3 separate regions of the Mus musculus genome follow, and regions 2 and 3 are each linked to region 1. A link is a contact called in public HiChIP or PLAC-seq data. All regions are on one chromosome and are shown on one strand. Each heading gives the region's core, a stretch centred on a gene start, on an enhancer-like site or on the middle of the called end of the contact. The rest is flanking DNA. Distances are from core to core; before and after follow the strand shown. Region 1 holds the start of Fosb (FBJ osteosarcoma oncogene B). Region 2 holds the start of Igsf23 (immunoglobulin superfamily, member 23). Region 3 holds the start of Bcl3 (B cell leukemia/lymphoma 3).

Region 1 (3,982 bases), core at 410-2,909:
TTAACTCCAACACTCAAGAGGTAGAGGTCATCCTGGCCTACAGAATGAATTCCAGGCCAAAGGTGGTACATAATGAGACCCCATCTCAAAAACAGACAGAGAAAGGAGGAGGGCAAAGGGTAGAAAGAGGAGGGGATGTTCACAATAGGGGGAGGGGATGTTCACAATACGTGTATATATATTCTTTCCTTCTGGATGTGGATAGAACCCAGGACTTCACACATGCTAGACATTCATTCCACTTTAAGCTACATTCCCGCCCTCACATCCCCTTTTGTTTAAATCATTAATATTGATATTATTATTATTATTATTATTATTACTACATATGAGTACTGGTTGTTTTCTGTCTTTGCATGCATGTGGAGATCAGAGAACAATTTTTAGGAGTCATTTTTCTTCTTCCACCGTGAGTCCCAGGGATGGGACTCAGGTTGTCAGGTATGTGTAGCAAGCTCCTTTACCTGTGAACCATCTTGCTGGGGCTGATACCTGCTGATTGCTAAACACATGCCACCGATTATATTAATGCACTAGTATTTTATTTATTTATTTTTCGAGACAGGGTTTCTCTGTGTAGCCCTGGCTGTCCTGGAACTCACTCTGTAGAACAAGCTGGTTTCGAACTCACAGAGATCTCCCTGCTTCTGCTGGGATTAAAGATGTGTGCTGCTGCCGCAGCTGCCACCACCACCAGACACCACCAATTATTATTGTTCAATTATTATTGTATACACACTTTCTTTTCTGTCTCCTGAGCTAAGTGGGAAGGAGAGGCTTCCAACACCATCAAGCCTGAAGAACTCACCGGGTGTGGGTTCCTACCTGCTCCAATTCTGCAGGTCCCCCAGATTCAGGGACCCGGAAAAGCCACCTATCCTTTGCTTAGCTATGAGTACTGAAGTTTTAGATCAGGGAGGGAGCACATTTTCCAAGCTCACCGAGTCACACAGAATCCGTGACAAAGCTAGTGGGGAGGGGACTGCATCCTTACCCATCCCTACACCTGGAGATATCACAGACTCTCCAATTCCTCCTGAGCCTCAGTTTCCCCACCTAGACTGATTATACCCCTCTCGCCAGAATCTGCACTGGGGACCTTGCTCTTTTTCACCAGCAGGGGCGCTGCACCGGTTTGGGGAGGGTGGGGTCCCAGGGGTATAAGCAGACCTGGGATCTGGAGTTGCACCTTCTCCAACCCGGGTCAGCAGGGGCCTTCTGAGGGAGTTTAGGCGCCTGTCAATCTCAGCCTCCGGGACAGCGTGGAACTGCGCAGGCGCGGGCGGGTTCCGCACAGCGCAACAGCGGGCGCGCGCAGGAGCGAGGGATTCCCTCTGACGTAATTGCTAGGATACCAAACAAACACTGGGCCGCGCTGGCCGAGCTCCTTATATGGCTAATTGCGTCACAGGAACTCCGGGGAGGGCGGGGCGGGATCCCCTCCCGCGAAGCCCCTCAGAACGCAGCCTTGGGGACCCCCGAGACCCCCAGGGTCACACTATGGGCAGGTGGCAGGTGCACGAGGCCCTGGAGGGCGCCACAAGGAGCTCAGTCGGCGGGAAGGGAGAGTTTGGGAGGTTTGTGCATGGAGTTGCGGGTGACGCAAGCGCGGGGGCGGGTCCCGGAGGCATAAATTCAGCCCGGCAGCTCCCGGTTTCATTCATAAGACTGGAGCGGCTACGCCGGGGACACGCGGAGCCGGGGCTTGCTGGACTTGACTACTGGTGACTCTTTCTTTTTCTTCTTCTTGGAGGCCGTGAAAAATTTATATATATATATTTATATATATTTTTAAACTGGAGAGAAAGTTTTGTGGGTTTCCTTTTTGCAAGACTCTTTCTAGATCGTTCTTCCGATTCGTCCGGAGGATAGACTTTCTTTCTGTGGGCTTCTGGATCGCGCCCCTCTGCTCTCCCTCATTTCTTGGGACGCTTCGACAGGATTGGAACTGCATCTGAAGCGCACGCTGCACCGCGGCACTGCCCGGCGGGTTTCTGGGCGGGGAGCGATCCCCGCGTCGCCCCCCGTGAAACCGACAGAGCCTGGACTTTCAGGAGGTACAGCGGCGGTCTGAAGGGGATCTGGGATCTTGCAGAGGGAACTTGCATCGAAACTTGGGCAGTTCTCCGAACCGGAGACTAAGCTTCCCCGAGCAGCGCACTTTGGAGACGTGTCCGGTCTACTCCGGACTCGCATCTCATTCCACTCGGCCATAGCCTTGGCTTCCCGGCGACCTCAGCGTGGTCACAGGGGCCCCCCTGTGCCCAGGGAAATGTTTCAAGCTTTTCCCGGAGACTACGACTCCGGCTCCCGGTGTAGCTCATCACCCTCCGCCGAGTCTCAGTACCTGTCTTCGGTGGACTCCTTCGGCAGTCCACCCACCGCCGCCGCCTCCCAGGTAAGTTTTAGATCGTAAAGATTCTACTTTAGTGGTTGGGGGGGGGGGTGTTTCTTTCAGGCTAAAGTGTAGATTGAGCATCCTCTCAAATAGAGACGCGCCAAAACCCAGGATCTGGGATTGCAATAGTTCGGTTTGCACTTTGGTTTTTTGTTGTTTGCAAACTGCAAAGAATGGAGTGATGTTTGCAAAAGGTTATTTGCGCGGAGCGCGGGAAAGGAATGCAGCTGGGCAAACGTTGGCGATGCCCGGTGCAAAGTATATACCCGGTGGTTAGCAGAAGCTGAGAACTTTTAGCCGAAAGCCGGCTCCCTAAGCCGAAGCTAGGCAAGTAGGGGAAGAAAAAGAAACAAAAAATTCCAGAGAAGCTTCCAGGAGCCTCCTCCTCTTCCCTCTTCCTTCAAAACGCGGACTGCAAGTCCGCAGTCACCCTCCACCCAGCAAGAGTTAGGGCCTCGAACCCCGGTCACGCTGCCTCCGCCTCCTGCGCGGAGACGTAACGGGGGACCCGTGCGTAAAGGCTGACGCGCTGGAATCCTCCGTCTGACGCGGGGCACGCACAGCGCGCAGCGCCCCCTCCGCCCGCCCCGCCCCTGACGTCCCGGGCACGTTCTATTTTGGAACGCCGAGGCCACGTTGCTAAGGGAGGGGGCAGCGTGGCTTTGTGATTGGCTGTCGCGGCGCGAGCTTTAGCCAATCAGCGTTCCCTTCCTATTTGTAGAGCGTAGCTCCCTTCCTTGCTTTTTGTGGTTCTTCCCGTGCTGGGGGTCTCCAAGAGGGAGAGCTAGGGGATTCTTGTCGCGATCGGGGGACTCGTTGTCACCCCATGGGTCTGCGAGGACCTTGTGTGGACCTGGTCCTGTTGTCATAAGCTAGAGGCTTTTGGCTGAGTGTTAGCGCCTCTAAGGGGGAACTGAAGGCCTCATCCCTTCTCCAGGCACACATATACGTGCTCCCTGAGCTCTAGACACTCAGTCCTTCCGAGGTGTTCAAACACTAGATGAGCTAGCCTACGGAGAGGCAGCCAGGTGGTCTCTAAAAGGTCTGCCTTCCCTTAGTTCCCAGGGCTCTGATTGGCCAGGGATTCAGCCCTTCCCTCGCCACGCCCCCTAGAGTAGTTAAGCCTCTAGGATTCCACTTGCGGGAAGGGGGGGGGGGGGCGTGATGGACGCTTCTTGGGTTCGGGGACGCAGATCCTATGTCACCCCATCCCCTGCAAGACAGTCTGAGAGATTCTCGCTGTCACTTTTCTCTGCCTATCAGTTCACTGAAACCTGTCAGTCTCACTGGGGAAGAGACAGACACTCGGAAGGGATGCTCTCAACTCTTAGGCCGGTCCCCCAACACCGTTGGAACTGGGATCTCCGCCCCTGCGGGAGCCCTCATGCAGTGGGGGGTGTGTTTGTGTGTGAGTGGAGGAGAGGAAGGCTTGGGCTAAGGCCTCTCCCTCTCCCTCCCTCTGTGGTGGGGGTGGGGTGTTTTGGCTGTATGTGTGTGTGAATGTCTGTGGCTCCATCCCGGGAGGTTTGTCACCAGGTTCTGTCCAGCCTCCTCTCCCACCCACCCCCCCACACCTAAGAGTCA
Region 2 (3,982 bases), core at 1,093-3,592, 640 kb before region 1:
TATGGTTGTGGAATTTCTTAAGATTAACAAACCTCTTAACACAGAACATAACGGGGTATGTGGCCAATATGACCCTGCTCTGAGTCAAGTTATTTTTCTGTGTCACTGACAGGCAGGCATATCACAGGGATAGTATGGGATAGCTGGCAGGCATGGAACAAAATGGCTGCAGCTATGCTGAAGGGGGCAGACCTCAACAGTCCTAGCTTGTGTCAAGTTGATTAAACAAAACCAATCAGCTCAAACAACTACAGAGAAATCACTGAGCCTGCCGCGTAGTAAATGACAATAAATAACCGAGTCATCCGATAATGGTTATTATTAGAGTCCTGAGTGACCTTTGCCCCCGGGGCGGACCTGTGTCTGGGAGAGAAAGCATGAGCTTGTGAGTCACGGGGATTTGAGTTAAAATCCTGGCACTCCTATCTGACGCAATCAATTCTTCATTCTCTTATTCACTAACAAGCAGTCCAGAATCCATTATTCCAGACATGGAGGCAGATGGTCAGGCATTCAAGGCCAGCCTTGGCTGTATATGAGAAGTTGAGGCCAGCTTAGGCCACATGAGAGCCTGTTCAAAAACAATAATATAGGCCCACTGTGGTGGCGAAGGCCTTTAATCCCAGCACTGGGGAAGAAGAAGCAGGTGGGTCTCTGTGAGTTTGAGGCCAGCCTGGTCTACATAGCAAATTCCAGACAAGCCAGGGCTACATGGTAATACCCCATGTCTTAGTTAGGATTTCTACTGCTGTGACAAAACACCGTGACCAAAAGCCATTTGAGTGGGCAAGGCTTTGTTTTGGCTTACAATTCTCAGGTCCTTCAGTGAGGTAAGTCAGGGCAAGAACTCAAGGCAGGACCCTGGAGGAAGAAACTGAAGCAGGAGCCATGGAGGAAAACTACTCCCTAACTTGCCCCTCACAGCTGGCCCCTCACAGCTGGCCTCTCACAGCTGGCCCCTCACAGTTTGCCCCTCACAGTTTGCCCCTCACAGCTTGCCCCTCACAGCTGGCCCCTCACAGCTGGCCCCTCACAGCTGGCCCCTCACAGTTTGCCCCTCACAGCTTGCCCCTCACAGCTGGCTCCTCACAGCTGGCCCCTCACAGCTGGCCCCTCACAGTTTGCCCCTCACAGTTGGTCCCTCACAGCTTGCTCAGCCTGGTTTCTTATATACTCCAGGAAGACCTGCCTGGGGGTGGCACCTGCCAGGTGGAATGGGTCCTCCTATATCAGCCATGAATCAAGAAAATTCCAGGCCAGGTTGTGGTGGTACACACCTGTAGTCCCAGCAAGGGAGGCAGAGGCAGGCAGGCCAGCCAGCCTGATTTACAGCAAGGGTTCCATGATAGCCAGGGCTACACAGAGAAACCCTGTCTCAAAGAAAAAAAAAGAAGGAAGGAAGAGAGAGAGAGAGAGCACAAATGCCCTATAGATATTCTCACAGGCCAATCTAATGGAGGCAAGTCCCCAACTGAGATGTTTTGTTTTGTTTTGTTTTGTTTTGTTTTGTTTTGTTTTGTTTTGTTTTGTTTTGTTTTGTTTTGTTTTGTTTTGTTTTGTTTTCGAGACAGGGTTTCTCTGTGTAGCCCTGGCTGTCCTGGAACTCACTCTGTAGACCAGGCTGGCCTCGAACTCAGAAATGCCCCTGCCCCTGCCCCTGCCCCTGCCCCTGCCCCTGCCCCTGCCCCTGCCCCTGCCCCTGCCCCTGCCCCTGCCCCTGCCCCTGCCCCTGCCCCTGCCCCTGCCCCTGCCCGTGCTGGGATTAAAGACATGCTCCACCACACCCGGCTAAAGAGTTATTTATTTTATTTATATGAGTACACTGTAGCTGTCTTCATACACACCAGGAGAAGGCATCAAATCCCATTACAGATGGTTGTGAGCCACCATGTGGTTGCTGGGATTTGAACTCAAGACCTCTGGAAGAGCAGTCAGTGCTCTTAACCGCTGAGCCATCTCTCCAGCCTACCCAACTGAGATTCTTTATTCCCAAATATGTCTAGGTTTACGTCAAGTTGACAAATAATAAGCACACTCTGACTTAAACACACACACACCACTAACGACAATACCAAACAAAAAAAATAGCTCAATTTTAGCAGCCACTGCCATTCACCTAACCAAGTGCCTGGAATGTTCTGGCCCTTGGGCCATGTCTCTCTGATTGTGGCACACTGTCATTTTCCAGAGAGGGGCTGGGCTCAGAGCTGGCTGATAGAGAACCTGGCAGTGTAGCCAAGGGGAGGGCTCCAGCTGCCTCCTATCGAGTTGACCTTTGACCTCAGTCCCGTCTGACGCGGGCAAGGGGAAGGCTATGTATAGTGCCACATCCTTCTTCCTCAGCATTCAGTCTGCGCCGGTTATAGAGGACGGGGGACCCTAGAATTCTCTATGCTAAAGCGTAGGTTAGCCCACTCCCCTCCCACCACTAATAGGGGTGCTGGAGGAAGAGGCTGAGGCGGGACTCCTAGCAGGAGGTGGAGCAAGGGCAGAGACCCTGTCTGCGGAGGAGTGGGGCTGGGTCCTCGAGGTTCTTCTACCAGAATTCCCTGAGAGGTCCAAGGGCAGAGGACGACATGAACTGTCTTCGGGACTCAGGCCGTGGCCTCATTCCTGCCTGGGAGACGCTTCTACTAACAGGTTCGTGAGAGAGCGAACATGGCTTCACCTCGGGCTGGGGACAAAGAAGGGACACCCTCAGAGAGCCCACATAGATCGCAGCACAGAACTCCTGGTTATGAAACCGGAGCGCTCCAAATTCGCCAGCAATCTTTTTGTTGTGGAGCGGGATCCTTTTTAGTCTTGCTAGGTAGGCCCACTCCGCGGCATAGCTCAGAAGTTCCTGCAATCCTCCTGCTTCAGCTCTGCCCCTCCCCCCACCGCTGAGGGCACAGGTGTGTGCCTACACTGCCCGGCTCTTTACCTCAGTCACATCCTGCCTGCCTCAGGGGAGGTGCTAGTTCTTTTTACAAAGAAGAATTAGAAGATCAGAGAGGGACCTTCCCCTGCTAATCACCCAGGACTGGCAAAGATCAGAGTTAGAATTCCAGAGCCCTGTCCCTTTCTGCCAGAGCAGCACGGCCCTAATAAAATTATCACAGCCCAGCATTATCTCAGAGCCGGGAAGACTAAGACGGGAGGATTGCTGTGAATTCGAGGCCAACCTATGCTACTCAGTGAAGGCCACACTAGTCAGGACTACATAGCAAGACCTTGTCTCAAACAAACTAACAATACGAACATTCATATACCAGGTCCTGAGGCCGGTCTCAGTTGGTCCAGTGCGCACCTAGCTTAGGAGGCCCTGGCTTCCAGATAAACCATGTGTGCTGATATACACAGGAGTCCCAGCATTAGGGAGGAAGCAGGAGGATGAGGAGTTCAAGTCAAACCCGGTTATATTGTGAGCTTAAGGCTAGCCTGGGCTACATGAGAGCTTGTCTCAAAAAGAAAAAACATGGGAATTTAGGGGTATTTGAGTGAGATAGCTCAACAGACATGAAAGACAAACTCCTACGCTCCATGAGGAAGTCAGCACCACCATTGTAACTGCACCCGCCACCAAGGTAGTGTTAGCATCTTGGGACAGAATTGCATCCAGTGCTTGCTAGGAAGTTCGAGGCAGTGCTAGCCAATGCATCATCGGAAGTCAAGGGGGGAAAGTGGTGTGTGGTTCATGGGACAAGGCTTCCTGGGAACTCGCGTGGTTGGGTTCGGCTGCAGTTCCACACTGGACAAGCCTGGGTACCCGCTAAGAAAGGGAAAGCCATTGCCCTCTCATTGCCCTCTTCCTGCTTCCTGCCTGCACATTTCCACCCCCAAACCTGGAGGACAACATGCTGTGCCCTGAGTGTGTTCTTAAGAACAAGGTTTTAACTGAGAGCGAGAGCCTCGGCGGATAAAGGGCAGATCTCTCAAGTTTGAGCTAGCTGCTGGCGTCACTCATTCTCGTGGTGTGATCAGCAGAGCTGCCTGCGGCTGA
Region 3 (3,982 bases), core at 513-3,012, 510 kb before region 1:
AGAACCCTGAGAATCCTCTGAGCAGGTTTGCCATGCGGTGCTATTCCCCTGCCTCTCTAAGTCTACAAAGCCGCCCCGCCCCCCTCCGCCTCCCTGTGACTCAGTGACCTGGACTCAACCCCAGTGTGTGCTCCACCTCCCGGGATGTCCGGGAAAGCCCCGAGCTGCTGCCCCGCCCCGGGGCGGACCCGGAGGAGGCGGAGCCTCTGCCCCGCCTCCCCGGCTCCAGCGGGTTTGAGTCAGGGCCCCAACCAGCCCGGCCTGTTCCCCACCAGCCAGCCCCTCCTTGGGGTGGGAAGGGAAGTGGGGAAAGCTGAGGGAGTCAACCTACACCCCCCAACCCCCACAGTTGTCTGGCCTTGAGCCCTAAGTGAGGCCTGCTGGTCCAAACTCTTAACTCTCCCTATCTACACTTGCATCTCTCAGGATCTGTCTCCAAATCTCCTCTCTCTCTCTGCATCTGGGATTCATTGGCGTTTCGTTCTTTGAGGCCTCTGGCTGGGTGCAGGGACCTGGCAAGGAGACACATTCAGAGCTCTCCTGCACCCCTAGCTATCCTGTGCCCTGCGAGTTAGGAGGCATGAGGAAGGCAGAGGGTGGCTACTTTCTGCCAAGAACCAGTCTCTGCCTTGGGCTGGGCTTTTCTCTCGCACAAAGAGTGAGTCTGGGCTCACCCTGATGGTGCAGACCTGCATCCCACCTCAGACAGGAAGATTCAGGTTCTAAGCCATCCTGGGCTACAGAACAAAGGCAAAGCCAGTCCGAACAGCTTAGTCTTAAAACGGAACGCAAAGAGGGCTGGGAGATCGCTCAAGTGCACAAGCTCCTAGGCTCCAGCATTGCAAAAAGGAAACGGCTCAGAGGGAGAAGTGCATGGCCAAGGTCACCCAAGAGGAAGTAGGACTCAGGATTCAGACCCATGCCCTAGCAACCCTGTGGCCTCTAAGGACTTCAGAGTTGGCACTAAGGGAGATGGCTGAAAGAGTCAGAAATACTAAAGGAAAGATGGGACCAGTGGGAGGGGAAGGTGCTCACAAAAGTAGAAGCGATCGCCAGACACAGCCAAGAGATTCAGAGATGGGGGATTTGGGGGAGGGGCTTAGAAGTATGGATCCCTAGCACGCAGGAGCCTCCCCCCCCCCCCACCAGCCAACAGAAACGTTTGCCGGTTATGGTGTCCCAGGCGAGATGGGAGGTAGAGGAGGGAGGATCAGGAGTTCAAGGTCATCTTCCGCTACACAGCAAATTTAAGGCTAGCCTTCGATCCATGGTCCAAGAAAAAAAGAAAGGAAGGAAGGAAGGAAGGCAGGCTGGCTGGCTGGAAAGATAGATAGATAGATAGATAGATAGATAGATAGATAGATAGATAGATAGATAGATAGACAGACAGACAAATAGATCAAGGCACAGTAGTGCAAGTGTCATTTCAGCACTCAGGAGGTTGAAACAGGAGGAACAGAAGTTCAAGACCACCCTCTACTACATAGTGAGTTCGAGACTAGCCTGGGCTACAGGAGCTCCAGTCTAACAAAGCGAGAGACAGACAGAAGATGTGAGAATCTCAAGGACTCAGACCCAGACAGAGCTCCCGGCCAGAGGCACAATGAGCAGAGTGGCGGGTGGGGACCAGGAGCTCCGCCTCCGAGACGCGGGTCCAGGAAACCCCTGGGGCGGACGGGTGGCCCCGGGGGCCCGGGGGCGGGGAGGCGGGAGGCGGGCGCCGCCCCGACTGACAAAAGTCCCTTCAGTTCAGTCGGCGGCAGGGGAAGTCCCGCTGCCCGGCGAGACCGCCTTCCCGTGCCGAGCTCGCCGCACGCCCCGGCGTCTCCGGGCGGCCCGATGCCCCGATGCCCCGCGGGGGCCATGGACGAGGGGCCCGTGGACCTGCGCACCCGGCCCAAGGGCACCCCGGGCGCCGCGCTGCCACTCCGCAAACGCCCGCTGCGCCCCGCGTCCCCAGAGCCCGCAACCACGCGCAGCCCCGCTGGACCCCTGGACGCCCTGCGCAGCGGCTGCGACGTCCCGGTTGTCCCTGGGCCCCCCCACTGTGTGGCCAGGCCGGAGGCCCTTTACTACCAGGGTGAGTGGCCTCCCCCATGAAAGTCAGGGCCGGGTGGGGGCCACCTAAGGTCAGCAGAACACAGGACACAAATAGTTGGGGTTCCTGGTAGCTGGGACTCCAGGGTGCAAGTTGATGACCCAAAGACAGCTAGGAAAGAGGTTGAGAGGCCCTGGAGCTCAGCCATGGGCGTGCCAAGAAGTTCACCCAGGCAGGTGCCCAAGGGTCAAATGGCCTTGGGGAATGGGGGTCAGAAGACAGCGTCCAGTGTCGCAGATATGGGATCCCAAGACACTCCAGAGACGCAGAATATCTGGTTGGGAGAGACCAGATGTTCAGAACTATGAATAATCGTCACTCGGACCTTGGAAACTGGGGTTCTGGTAAGCAGATATGGGGAGATGAATAGAAATGGACCCAGGATCCAAGGAGGCTGATACGGTAGGTTAAAATCCTGGGAACCGAGGTCTTAGGGCGATAGTGACTGCATTCTGCAGGCTAGTTGTGAGCACTCACAAGTGTCCCTGGGTCAGGTGGCCCTAGGGGCAGGCTTGGGGACTGAGGGTTCTAAGAGAGGGAACACAAGGAATTTAGAAACTGAAGGGCTTCGGTCCAAGGAGAGGGATTCGGGGACCTGGGAAGGGGGGACTTTAGAAAGGGAACCCCAGAGCTGGTCAGACAGCAAGAAACCGGATACCTTTCTCTTCAACTTTTATATCCAGGAAGGGACATCCACCTGCAGTAGGCACATTACTATCTGCTAAATACCCCAGCGCTGCTGAGGTCTCTGGGCCCTCCAGGTTCTTCAGCTACTACCTATCATGCTCCAGCAGGAGGACACTATGTAACAAGAGACCTTCTCCATCTGATGAGAACCCTGCCCTCCATTTCCCCATCTGTGCAATGACCCTTCCCAACGTTGTCATCCAAAAGGGTTCTAAAGGACAAGTTTTCTGACAGCCCCAACTCCCCAGATCCCCTACACCCAGATATTAGCTTGTCATTTATTCCTTCAGCTAATTACTCACAGTGTAATCTTATAACTGAAGTCCCCTGCTGGGTGGTGACAGGGCTCTCTCTGCCCTTAAGGGTCCTTTCTGTAGATGGAGGTCAGACATTTGTGAGAGAAGAGATGTGATGTAGGAAGGAATAGGAATAAGGAATGAAGGTTAGGGTAAGGGATGGGGGCTAGAGGTGAGGGATGGGGGCTAGAGGTGAGGGGTGGGGGTTAGAGGTGAGGGGTGGGGACTAGAGGTGAGGGGTGGGGGTTAGAGGTGAGGGGTGGGGGCTAGAGGTGAGGGATGGAGGTTAGAGGTGAGGGATGGAGGGTGCAGGAGCAGGGAGGAGGGGCACGAACAAGAACATTATCTTGGGTGTTGAGGGCCAAGTCTGAGAAGCTAACAGAACCTGGGGTAGTCAACATGGTGCTGCATGCCTGTAATCCTAGCATTTGGGAAGCTGAGGCAGGAGGATCTTTTTGAGTTTGAGGCCAGTCTGGGCTCCATAGTGACACAACGTTTCAAAGAAGGGATGGGGGCCAAAGAGGTGGTTTAGTGGTTAAAAGCCTCTGGAGCTCTTGCAGAGGACTAGAGCTTGTTTCCAGCATCCACATCTTTCAGCTCACAGTTCTGAGAATGCAATGCCCTCTTCTGGCCTCTGAGAGGGTCAGGCAGGCATGTGGTACACACTCAGGCAAAACATTCATATGCATTAAAAAAGTGAATACAGCCTTAAAAAGTAGTGACTAAAAATAGATCTTTAAAAAGTGGGGGGGGGGGGGGTTGGGACAGGGAATATGGCTCAGCCATTAAAAGTATTCACTGTTTTTACAGTGGGCTTGAGTTCAGATCCCAGAACCCATGTTGTGAGGACTTACCACTGCTTGTTAACTCCAGTTTAAGAGGATCTGGCGCCCTCTAATGG

Evidence for each region. HiChIP or PLAC-seq counts read pairs in DNA pulled down with a chosen protein or histone mark.
Region 2: a contact with region 1 is called in an H3K27ac HiChIP or PLAC-seq map of regulatory T cell precursor, with 3 times the contacts expected there. The contact joins the promoter of Igsf23 here to the promoter of Fosb in region 1. A contact is called at or near these places in 2 of 115 datasets of contacts at active chromatin or transcription factors (memory CD8 T cells and regulatory T cell precursor).
Region 3: an H3K27ac HiChIP or PLAC-seq map of bone marrow-derived dendritic cells shows a contact between it and region 1, with 2.0 times the contacts expected there. The contact joins the promoter of Bcl3 here to the promoter of Fosb in region 1. A contact is called at or near these places in 4 of 115 datasets of contacts at active chromatin or transcription factors (bone marrow-derived dendritic cells, bone marrow-derived macrophages, memory CD8 T cells and 1 more).

What each region holds. Positions count from the first base shown.
Region 1 is chr7:19,307,722-19,311,703 of GRCm38.p6, reverse strand. It overlaps Fosb (FBJ osteosarcoma oncogene B), which reads left to right and starts at 1,659. Exons shown (of 4, transcript NM_008036.2): 1 at 1,659-2,398. The coding sequence starts at 2,273.
Region 2 is chr7:19,949,103-19,953,084 of GRCm38.p6, reverse strand. Igsf23 (immunoglobulin superfamily, member 23) reads left to right here and starts at 2,342. Exons shown (of 5, transcript NM_027308.2): 1 at 2,342-2,640. The coding sequence starts at 2,577.
Region 3 is chr7:19,820,535-19,824,516 of GRCm38.p6, reverse strand. Bcl3 (B cell leukemia/lymphoma 3) reads left to right here and starts at 1,762. Exons shown (of 9, transcript NM_033601.3): 1 at 1,762-2,080. The coding sequence starts at 1,840.